2 separate regions of the Anas platyrhynchos genome follow, and region 2 is linked to region 1. Evidence: chromatin contacts called from public Hi-C data. All regions are on one chromosome and are shown on one strand. The core of a region is the stretch at or near the end of the contact, and the rest is flanking DNA. Distances in the headings are between cores, read along the strand shown.

Evidence for each region. A called contact is a pair of places that touch in the nucleus more often than the background predicts.
Region 2: a Hi-C map of subcutaneous adipose tissue shows a contact between it and region 1, with 1.9 times the contacts expected there. The contact joins the enhancer-like site here to the promoter of FOXO1 in region 1. A contact is called at or near these places in 4 of 8 Hi-C or Micro-C datasets (liver, skeletal muscle and subcutaneous adipose tissue).

What each region holds. Positions count from the first base shown.
Region 1 is chr1:179,885,035-179,890,943 of IASCAAS_PekinDuck_T2T, reverse strand. FOXO1 (forkhead box O1) reads right to left here and starts at 3,143. Exons shown (of 3, transcript XM_005014856.6): 1 at 2,213-3,143. The coding sequence starts at 2,905.
Region 2 is chr1:179,939,717-179,945,625 of IASCAAS_PekinDuck_T2T, reverse strand. All of the region lies in intron 1 of FOXO1 (forkhead box O1), which reads right to left. Among named protein-coding and RNA genes, the nearest start is that of FOXO1, 55 kb to the right of the region's middle. Within about 2 kb of position 2,500, at least 5 of the 8 cell types and tissues checked have an H3K27ac peak or open chromatin away from gene starts, as enhancers often do. A contact at or near this core is called in subcutaneous adipose tissue, where this site is marked.

The DNA of each region.
Region 1 (5,909 bases), core at 1,894-4,393:
CTCAGGCTGCAAAACACCCACACACCACACACCCTGGGCACCGACCCGGTGATGCTCCGGCTCTGAGGGGCCGTGGCCAGCTCCAGCCCCGCTCTGACCTCAGCACCCACAGCACCAAACCTGCACAGCATGGGGCCAACACGATCCAACACAGCAGCTTTCTGAGCTGCCTGCCCATAATGTGGCCAAATAGAGGCCTGAGGGCAGTGTGTAGGCTGCACGTGTGTGTTTTTGGGGTACCTACAGCGCCCTGCCACAGGGTACGGCCATCCCAGGACTGTGCCAGCACCAGCTCTCCCCGCTGCAGCGCAGCGTGGGTGCACGGGCATCGGCAGCGTCCACTCCGCCAGGAGGAGGTGTGCGAGGCTTGTCAGTGGCTGAAGTAACACAGGAAGAGGAGCAATAAAATAAGAAACACCTAATAAGTTAGGCAGCTAGCAGAGCTCCCGATATGCCTGCTTGAACTTGGGAGTTCTTTGCTCTGATTTTAGTTTTGTTTGTTTTCCTTTCAGTTCTCTCCGACTCGCTCTGCAAAGGCACTCGAGGCGGCTTGCTTTATTTCTGACAGACTGAAACACCACTGGAAAAAAAACAGCGTTTTCAGGTGACAATTTACCTTATCTAAAAGTTGTCAGCTATCAATCATTCCCCTCCTATTAAGCCTTTTTCGTGAAAGATGTCTTCAGACAATTATCCTTTAAATTTTTTAGTCAAACACATTGATAGGAACTAACAAATTACTTTTTAAAAGTCTTAAAAGCCTTCAGCTGACAACGAGTTTCAGATCCATCTGCATTTCCCTGGCAGGGTGCTGCCCCCCCGTAAAAACATGACGTTGACGAAAATCTGACGTAACAATCCCTCCTAGCTGTGCATGTAAAAATCTATATAAATGCAGGATTTGACTTGGAAAAAAAAAATGCAAATATGACAGATACTAGAAGGCGAGGTGAGCAAAACTCGACGACCGGCAGTCCGACTGCCCCAACTGGAGCCAAGTCAGGAGCACAGCAGCACAACACGCCGATCCCACGTTCGGCACACGCACCCTGCACGTTTGCTGCCATCCTTCGCAGGGAGGAGGAGGAGGAGGAGGCTGTGCCTTCGTGCAGGCAGCGGGAGCTCGCTCTGACAGCGCTCTCACGCAACAACGGGGTGCCGAAAAAGCGGGCGCTCTGGGTCTGTTGTGGGTGGATTTGGGGTAGGGGCTGGGGAGAAGAGGGGCTGGGGGTGGTGACACGGGGATGGGGGTGACACGGGGATGGGGGTGACACGGGGATGGGGGTGACACGGGGATGGGGGTGGACACCACCACGGTGGGTGCCCAGTCCATGCAGAGCTGGGCAGCGCTGAACCCCCCCCAGCCCAACAGGTTCCTCACCACCGGTCCTCCCTGCCCCGGGAGCGCACAAAACCCCACAAATTAATGTGAAAGCCGCTCCCGCACGCCGACTTCAGCGCAGCCACCCAGGCAAAGCCAGCTTACTCATTAAACGCACGGTGTTTCTGCAACCCTTGTCCTGCCCCTTCTCCTTCCCCTGCCCCGTTTGCCTCTGTCCCAGCTCCCCGGGTCCCCCCCCCAGTGGTGCCGGGCGGTCCCGGGGGCGAGCAGCGCCCCTCGCACCCCGCCGCACGGGGGGGACTCAACACTGGCAGCCCCCAAAATCCCCCAAAATCCATCCTCTGTGCCCGGGGCCGGCGCCGTGACACGGCGTGAACTTTTGCTTTCGGCGGGGCAGGGCGGAGGGGGGGGAAGGCGGAGAGAGGCGAGCCCCGGCCCCCCCCCGTTCCGCTCCCGGTCCCGGCTGAGCCCTGCGGGGGTAGGGCAGAAGCGGCTCAGCGGCTCTTTTTTTTTTTTTTTTTTCTCTTCCTTTTGGGAATAAAATAAATGAAGCGCGGTGGGATAAAGTGAAACGGAGCGGGATAAAAGTGAAACGGAACGAGACGAGACGAAATGAAATAAGTAAAAGTAAATAAAATCAGACGAAATAAAACAAGAATAAGATGAAATAAAACGCGTTAGGGTAGAATAAGATGAAATACGATCAAATAAATTAAAACAAGAGGGGGGAAACATGAAATAAGATGCGAAAGGCACACGCACGCTGCAAAGCGGGCAGCGCAGCCGGCGTGTGCGGCGCCGAGCACCCCGCAGCCCCCCAGCCCCTCGGGGGGGGGGGGGTCCCGGCGGTGCCCCCAGCCCTCCCCTCACCTTCCAGCCGGCCGAGCTGTTGCTGTCTCCCTTGTCCTTGAAGTAAGGGACGCTCTTGACCATCCACTCGTAGATCTGCGAGAGGGTGAGCCGCTTCTCGGGGGAGCTCTCGATGGCCTTGGTGATGAGGTCGGCGTAGGACAGGTTGCCCCAGGCGTTGCGGCGGGACGAGCTGCTCTTGCGGGGCTGCCCGGCCACGGGACCCGGCGACAGCCCGGCCACGGCCGCGGGGGGCACCGGAGGCACCGGAGGCACCGGCCCCGGCGGGTGGAGGCGGCAGCCGGCCTCGGGCGCCGGGAAGTCCCCGCAGCGGCAGGCGGCAGCCTCCGGGGGACCGGCGGGGGGCAGCGGCCCGAAGTCCTCGCTCTCCTCCAGCAGGCTGAGGTTGCTGATGAAGTCGGCGCCCAGCGCCCCCGAGGCGGCGGCGGCAGCGGCGGCGGCGGCGGCAGCGACGGCTGCGGCGGTGCCGGCCGCCCCCTCGGGCTGCCCCCCACCACCTCCTCCTCCTCCTCCTCCTCCTGCTCCTGCTCCTGCTCCTCCTGCTCCTGCCCCGCCGCAGGACGGAGCCGGGCTGGAGGTGGCCGAGCTGGGGGGGTTGAAGTCCGGCCGCGGCAGGGGCCAGGTGCAGGAGCGGGGCCGCGGCAGCGGCTCGAAGTCGGGGTCGATGTCCACCAGCTGCGGAGCCTCGGCCATGGCGGGGCCGGTAGCGGGAGGGGGGAGCTCGGCGGAGGCTTTTGGGGTTGTCGGGGGCGGATTTTTGGGGTGGGGGCGGCTCAGCGCCCCATGCAGGCTCCCGGCGCTGCCCCGACGGCGCTGCCGCCGACTCCCGGCGCGGCTCCGGCCCCGCCGCCCTGCCCGGCTCCTCGGCGGCGGCAGCGACCGACTGGAGCGACCGCCCCGCGCGGGCCCGCCTCCAGCCTTCCTCCTCCTCCTCCTCTCCTCCTCCTCCTCCTCCTCCCGGCGGGGAGGGACCGGCCCGAGCCTCGCCAATGGCAGCGCCGCGCCGCCCCCCGCCGCGGGGCGGGAGGGTGCCGGTGCCCCCGGGCTGCTCCCGGGGGGGGGCTCCGTGTGTGTGTTTGCGTGTGTTTTGGGGCTGTTTTGGGCTTATTTTGGGGTCCCTCCCCTCGACGGGGAGCGAGAGCCCTTCGGCTCGAGAAGGGGGCGGCAGTCGGTGCCGTCCCGGCGAGGTGCGGAGCCCGAGGGGGGGCGATTGGTGCGGGGAAAGTCCCCAGGACGGCTCCCCAGGGGACCCTCGCCCCTCCTGTGGCCGCGGCCCCCCCGGCCCTGTCCCCGCAGGGCAGCCCCGGGCTGGACGCGCTCCCGGGGCGGCTGCCGGAGCTTCGGGGTGGGCTCACGCGAAGGTTTGACGGGCTGCGGCTCATTCCTGCCCCGTACTCATTTCCCTCCAGGGGAACCCAGTCCGCACCCTCCTCCCCAAAGCTCGTACCCCCTCCCCAAAGCGGTACAGGGTCCGGGACGAGCCCCCGCGACGTGCTGCCCCCCTCTGCCCAGCCCCGAAGCGCCCAGAGGTGCGTCCGAGGCGACACAGAAGTTTTCCATTGAAATTGAGACGTTCCCTCAACCTGGACAAGCCAGCTCAGGGATGCGAGTCCTCTCCTCAAACTGGCAAACCCAGTAGAAAATCTGCCTTGTTTTCGGTAGCAGAGGGCTTTTATCAACAGGCTGGGGGAGCCCCAAAAACCGCACCATGGCACTCGGTGTCCCCGTCCAGGGCCCGTTCCTCATCCCCCCGAACCAAGGCAGCGAGTGGAAGTGTTATTTAACTGCAGCCCGTTGTGCCTCTACCAATATTTTTCCAAAAAATCACTAGGAGGGAGAGGACGAAACTGGACGTAGGCCCACAGCGTGCAACTCAGTGCCAGGTCGTACGTCTGCATGCACGCACTGTTATGAAAACGCTTCTTAAGGCACGTGATGACACCCAGCTATGTACTCAGCGCACGCATGCACATGTGTGGAGTAACCGATCGAATCTGAAAACATCTTTTTTTGCCATGTTTCTTTCCCCAGATGCCAAACCTGGTTATTACAGGCTGGCTGCGTGGCAGTTCTCAGAGCTGCGTGGCTTTAAAGCTGCTTCTACATTGTCCGAGCCCTATGGAGGATTCAGCCCACAAGTCTGTATCGCTTAGCCCAGAGATTTAAAAATAGTAATAGCAATTATATGTATATATATATATATATATATATTTTTAATAGCAAAATAGTTCCTGATCGACCTAATAACATGCATGCCACGTTTCAGCTAGGAACAGCTTCGTCCCGCAGCGTTATCCAGCACCACTGCGGTCGCCCTGCAGCCCAGGCGAGCACCCCGGTGATGAGGAGCAGCAGGGACCACAGGATGCAGGTGTGCATGAGGGGAAGCCATGGCATGTGGCAATCAGGCACCTTCAAAAGGGAGCCAAAGCAAAAGAAGTGCCCAGGAGTACTGAAACATTTTCTCTTACTTTCCTGCCATTGGCATCTGAAAAAATAAAATAAAATCTAGGAGCCAGGCTGGCACCCATCCTGCTGAAGGAAATGGATTTGTAATCAGGCTTTCTTCAAAGGATTTTTTTTAGGTCTTGTGCTTATTGCTTTTTTTTTTCTTTCTTTCTTTCTTTCTTTCTTTCTTTCTTTCTTTCTTTCTTTCTTTCTTTCTTTCTTTCTTTCTTTCTTTCTTTCTTTCCTTTTTTTTTCTTTTCTTTTTTTTTTTTTTTTTCCTCTGGCCATAAATCTAGCTGTTATTCCCTGACCTCTATTGGTATACACAGATGTTGAAAAAAAATAGCTTTCCTAAGACACCAACTGGGCCAAGCAGGAAGAAAGCTGCTGTGATGGGCTTTCAGTGAGCCCTGGAGTGTCCTCAGCTCAGCATCCTCGTGCAGGGCAAGCACTGCCTTGCTCCCTCTTGGCCCTGCATCACGTTGCCATTGCTCACCTCCCCTTCTCAGAAGGGCCCTCGCTTGTGCCACAGGTCCCACGCCTGCTTGCAGCAGTAAATACAGTTAGAAAACAGCCTGCAGTGAGAGGTGAGGGCCGGCAAGGTGAGGAGCAATAAAGGCAGAGCGTTCACATCGCTGCCTTTGCTCAGCAAGCCAGGCCGAGCGATTCACAGTGTGGCAGGTTTCGTTCTGCAAGATGAGCATTGCAGGGGGTTTTGTGTCCCCAGCTGACCACCCGCTGGAAACCCTGCCACAAACCAAATGTCCCATTTGGCTGCTGGAGGGGAGCTTCCTCCTTCCAAAACAGCTCAGCACGGCGCTGGCTCAGTGCAAGAAATTTTACTGCATCTACAAATGACAGCGTTAAGTTTATCTCATCTCCCACAATGCCTAAATGCTGATGGATGCACCACAATTCATTTTGTACTCCCACGGCCCTCCTCCTACACTCCACCTTTTCATTTCTCTCCTCCTACTCCTGCTCCCATTTTCTACTCCTCTACAATGCAATTTCTCCTATCATCCTTAGCATCAACTTGTATTTTTTCAAATGAAAGACCTGAAGATTGCCTTTTATCATCAGTGGAAAAAAGCATAGCCTCTTATTCATATTCTGGGTTCGAGGCAGCCAAAATAAAGGATCTGCACTGTCTTTTTACTACTGTATGTATAATTCACCTTCTGAGGTTTTGATCACATTCAGCAGGAGATTACATGAAGTTGCGAGACTCATGATCTGTGTACAGCTC
Region 2 (5,909 bases), core at 1,251-3,750, 55 kb before region 1:
GAAGACAAAGACCACTGGAAATCTCATTATCAGCTTCATTCTGATGAGTTGAACCTGATTGCATTTATCAATTTCATTATTATTATTATTATTATTATTATTATTATTATTATTATTATTATTATTATTATTATTTTATGCAATGTTCAGGAATGCTAGATCCTGTTTTATGGTCCTTATAATGGGATCTCATCATGCACATCTCTAAACCCTGCAAACATGCCAGCCCATGCATATTGCCACTGAACATTGTGAGGCTTATATTACTTGTGTTAAGTGAGAAAAAACTTACAGAAATCAGTTGAGGACTAAGGTTGAGGACTAAGTTCGAATTTTTGTATATAAAAACCACAAATTGTCTAAGAAATCATGAGGCAGAAAGGAATGCAAATAGCACAGAAAAAAACTGCATTTAAGACTTCAGTCTTAAAGCCATCTTTCTCTTTCAAAATCAACATCTTAACAAGCAATGTTGACCCTTGTAATACCTGATGGCACAAGATATCTTGTGCCAAGACAGACCAGGGAGTGCTCAAGCTTTTCATTATCTCCTGCATTTCCCAAGCCCAGAATGCCACCTGTGACAGGAGCATCTCCAGAAATGGGTCTTCCTTTCTCAAAGATACTGCCAATATGCACATCTTGCCTCATTCTCAATACATCCAGCTGACAGAAGGAAAGCAGCAACAACCATAAGAAGGAGCCACACCAGGTGAAAACAGTCATCTAATGGGGCTTGCCTCCAGCCAGAGAGCTGAGGCTCAAACTCTCTGCCATGGCCATGGCACACTGTGGACTGTGGAAGCTCAATCGGCCAAAGCAGGCCTGGCCATCTGCAGAGCTCAACGGGAAAGCTTACTCTGAGGTCAAAGAGGAGACCTTCAGCATATGAAGGCAGCAAGAAGTCTGTAAGAAGCAGGACTGTAACACCTTATATGCAGCAGTACCCTGAGAATACCCCGACAAGAGCACAGCCTCACACCAAACGGGTCACAAAGCTCTCCTGGACAGCAGAAGATGGGGGAAAACAGCCTCGTGGCAGAGCGCGGTTCAACCAGCACAGCAGGGAGTCAAAGCATCTGCCTAACTTCAGAAGCCTTTCCAACCTCTCCTTTCAATCCAGAGAACCATCTTTAACAAATTATCCCAGTTAAATCAACACCAGTGACGATTTCAGCATTTCCTCATTTAATTTTGAAAGGAAGCCAATCTCTCTGATATTAACTAATTGCCACAGGACCGTGTCTCTTCACTGCTAACCCTGCAATCAAAAACTCATCTTCTATCTAGCGACAGGGCATTAGGGAAGGCCTTGAAATTTTATTTTCACCACATGTGGCCCTGTAAAAATATCATCTGGGGCTCGCCTCTGCATAGCTTTAGGCTTGCGAATGCTCAGTGACTTGCAGGGCTCAAGGCAAGCATCCGCCTTCCACCACCACCTGACGTCTTTGTAATGCAGTGTTAGCGCCGTGTCAGGAGGGTAAGCCCCAAAATCCGTCTCTGGACCTGCCCGTGGCTGTGGTTGTAAGGGCCAGGGAGGGTTGGGAGCCAGCCCCGCCAGCCCTTTGTTTTCACTGTAGGGCCACAGCTGAATTAAAGGCTGACACAATTCCAGATTTAGCAATGTCGCAAGAAAGTTGTTCTGCACGTCTGTTGATTAAAAAACCTCCTGCGCCAGTTCATTTTTTTATTGTATTTTGTAAACATACCCAGTTGGCTCAGGCTTACTGTTTACTATCAAAATAAGCATATCGAACATGCAAAACATCAGGCAGAGAAAATCCCATGCTAGTGCTCAGCTCCCTCTCCTCTGCAAAAGAAGTGTTAAATATTTAAGAAATTACTGCTATTCCTTAGTCATCAAAAATATCATAATCTGGTATTATTGTACTGAGGACATCTGAGGTCGCTCTTTGAGTAACAGAGCTGTCTCCTAACACTGCCAACAATGAAAAAAAAAATTTTCCTAACAGGAAAAGGTTTGCGGCCCAGAGCTTGTTACATAAATTCCTGTTTTTCACGCAGCCAGCAGGACATTAAAGAAGCTATGATTTACTAACTTGGAAAAAAGTGTTGAAGAGGTAAATCTTGTGAAAATATGCACTGCTGTTAATGATGTTGTGTCTACAAATCTTTGCCAGACGCAAACATGACCTGATAAAAAAGTATAGTTTCAGCAGTGGATCTTGGCAGCCGGAGGAGCGGCACCGCCAGCCGCAGCCCTGCCGCCTCAGCACGCTGCAAGACGCTTCAGACCGCGGCTTTCGGCAGGACTTTGAAGCAAAGTCTCTCAAATCCCACCTGAAGGATACAGAAAGCAATTGGCTGCATCTCCAGCCAGGTTTCCGTGCACCGGCAATGCATGCCAGGTCATTCCGAAAGCATCCCCGCTGGAATTTTATCAGACCCACGTTATGACTCCAGCAGGACTGCTGCCACCTGTGGGGTGTTTCCTGGGACTGAGTTTGTGTGTTTGAGACGAAGCTCTGGAAGCCTCTGCTCCTGTTTGGCCTTCAAACTTCATCACATACTTCATACTTCAGTCATACTTCTTCAGCAGAATGACTATCAGCTATGGATATGATTATCATTCCTTGCTGATTAAGAGCCAAAATATGCAAAACCAATATTTGCTAAATGTAGTGTAATGAGCACATACCAGCTAATAAAACTAATGAGGCCAAGAAAATGATTCATTTGAATATACACATTTATATCGTTCATCTGCTCTTCCAACATTTCTTGAAGCTGAACCACACTGTAAGCAAGAACACCCAGCTTGTTCTTCTAAACAACAAATAAACTCAAACTGCTTTATATTTTAAAACAATAAAAGTCTGAGACATTTAATCCCTGGGTGCCAGTAGCAATGCTGATGTCTAGTACTGTATTTAAACTCATGAGGTACCTATATTAAAACATGCAACCTAAGGTTACCCTGACTAACTGCTGAAAAAGTCATATCCCTCTTTAAATTGAAGTATATTTTCTTTTTTTAATTGGTTTGGTGTCTTACTAAGAAGAAACACTTGAAAACACAGTTGCTTTATTGAACTTGACAACATTGTAGGCTTTTACTTAAAGAGAGCCCAGAGAGTCACACTGGCCATCTTTTGTCCACTGCATTCCTTGGAGTATGCACAGGAGAGGGAAGCAGAGCAAGAGCTCCTGTATAACCCTACTGCCAACCTCACCAATAGCCCAGGCTCAGTGCAGACTTTTCCAGGATCAGACTGTGGATCTGTCAATGTCCAGGGAGCTGTGAGACTCATGTGTTGTAATTTCCCATTAAGGTCCATACTGAGCTTCCTTCACTCCCTGTTCAGCTACAGTGCTGTGATGGCCACCAAAAAAGGGAGAGCAAGGAATGGATGCAACGGTTGGTATTTTTTACAAAAACAATCTTGTATCACAGATCTGCTACCAAGCTGCAGATACTCATGTTATTGCAATAAAGCACACCAGAGCATCTCGGAAAATATATTCATCAGTAACTGTCAACAGAGGCAGAAAGACTTGACCTCTGGAGGAAGATGCAGTTGTAATGAAGTGGGAGACAGTAAGGTAAGAGGAATACTGCATCCGCAATACACAGGTCAAGTATTTGTATTAAAATCAACTGCCCCAGTTGCCTACCAATTTTTCACTCAGAAGACATTTCAGCAGTCCACTGCTTCCTATGCCTTATTCAAGAGGATGGTCTACACATGCTGCTAGTCAGTTTGCACTGCCATCAACTGAAATGGCTGCAAATGCAGGTTGGGGGCAGTACCTGAATGTAACTATCATATTTCTCCAAACAAGATCTGAAACAGATTTGGAACATGAAGAGGAACTGTCAGTAAATATGACACTTCAAGACTGCTTTTGCTATGACCCTCTCAGATAACTGTAAATGAAGGGGGAAAAATGAGGTGGAGCAGGAGATTGCTTATTTATTTTAATTAAGAGTTAGAGAATATTGCAACAGGAACATGCCTGGTAAGAAAGTCAGGCTTGAGGACTGGTAGGATGGAAGTTCATCGACTCATCAATTAGCATCATCACCATTGAGAGGTGCATGCCATGAACACTGTTGGCTGATACGTGTCAGTGACCAACATTACTGACATCTTACAGAAGGAAGCAGAAGCAACAGAGTCCCTCTGTGGAAAGAGCACTAAAGCAAAAGGGAGACCTCAGGATTTCCATATGCTGTCACAGAGTACATCAGACGCACCTCTCAAGGTCTGTGTCTTGGAACTCTTCAGCAGTTCCAGATGTTCAAATCACCTTCCTCTTGGAGCCTCAGCCACTCTACAAATAAGTCATAAAAAAAAAACTCCCAGGAAAGTATGCAAAGGACTGTCAGGACATGCTCAGGGCTCCTTCAGCATGAACAACCAGACAGCAGCAGGGGCTAACCATGGCAAGTGGCACCACGTGGCATCTGTTCAAGGCTGATTTAGACCATGCCTGGCAAAATAGACAAGTCTGCTTGGAATAGTTATGCTGCACCCACTTTGCTGTGCCTTCCAGCCATCTTGCCAAGTTTGCAGGGGCATGGTGAGGAGACAAAGGAGGGAAGAGCACATTGTAAACTCCAGATGTAGCAAGATTTCTTTAGGCATGACAGTCTGCTCTAAGGCAGGCTCTTTGTCTTAACTATGAGATATGAGAAGTTCAGAGGCAGATACTGCATATCGTGCTTGGGCTTGGCTCAGAGCTGGAGTTTGACACCCAAAAATGTTTGGTCAAATGATAGCACACTTGTTCATAAAAGAGCCTTAGGCCATATTTCTCTCTCAAGAGGGTTCCTGATACCACAGTGTTCACCAACATGACCACACATCTGGCTGCAGTGTCAGAGGTTTCAGTTGCTAATGGAATAGCTATCTTTGCCACCCAATTGCTGCATTCTTTCCTTATGGCTCAGAAACCTTCTCGGTTGTCTGATAAGAGCACGGACAGAAAGCATGTCACTTACCCTCAGGTCAAACAGTCGTATTTAGAAGAGGCTGGCAATTTGCCACCTGCAGCTGCATGAAGGTGGAAAGGCAGGATTTCCTCCCAAACAGGTCATGCTTTTTTAGGTCCTTTGTTCTTAGGGGGGTGCCTTTGTTTGACTTCATTTTTATCCTGCGCTGTTACGTGGCTAAGAAGTTTCAGCTGGAAAAGCTGCAGAAATACTTCAACCCTCCTACGGGGACCTCATACTGTATCTCTGGGCTTTTCATTACTGATGGTAGCAATAGCGAGAGTCTTTCCCAGAGCACCACCCATGAAACATCATCTCTGAACATGGAGGTACTTTCACAGACCGTTTCGTTTGATGAGATTTCATCAATCCCTTGTTCCTTCCGTGAATGTACAAGAATGTAACAGATTGTATATTACCAGTGTACGATCACTATACACGGACAGAGGAGGCCTATTGTGCCCCCATTTCATTGGTGTTAATCTAAGTCCTGCTCCTTCTGCAGTTAAGTCCACAGATTTATACCCTATTGCATTTCCTTTCCACAGCTGTAGAAGGGTTGGCCATCCTCCAGGTTGCATCCCATTGCCCCACGTGGCACCAGGGACTGGAGGGGATTTCACAACCACTGGAGCTTTCTCCTCTGAAACATAATATGTAGTAACAAAATACACGCACAGCTCCAGACAGGGATGTTTAAGGGACTTGGCTATGCACGCGTACATGTCAGAACCAGCAGCTCTACTGACACGTATTTGAGTAATTCCCAACCACGACTCCCAGATACATTATTAATCTTCATTCTAGGCAGACTCATTTAAAGCACTTTTCCATAATAGCAGTTTGGACGTTTCTAATAAAATGGCAACACCTGCCTACTTTCTCTACACGACCATTTAGAAAGGATGAGTATAAAACCCATGAACTGTGTAATACATAAAATAAGAAG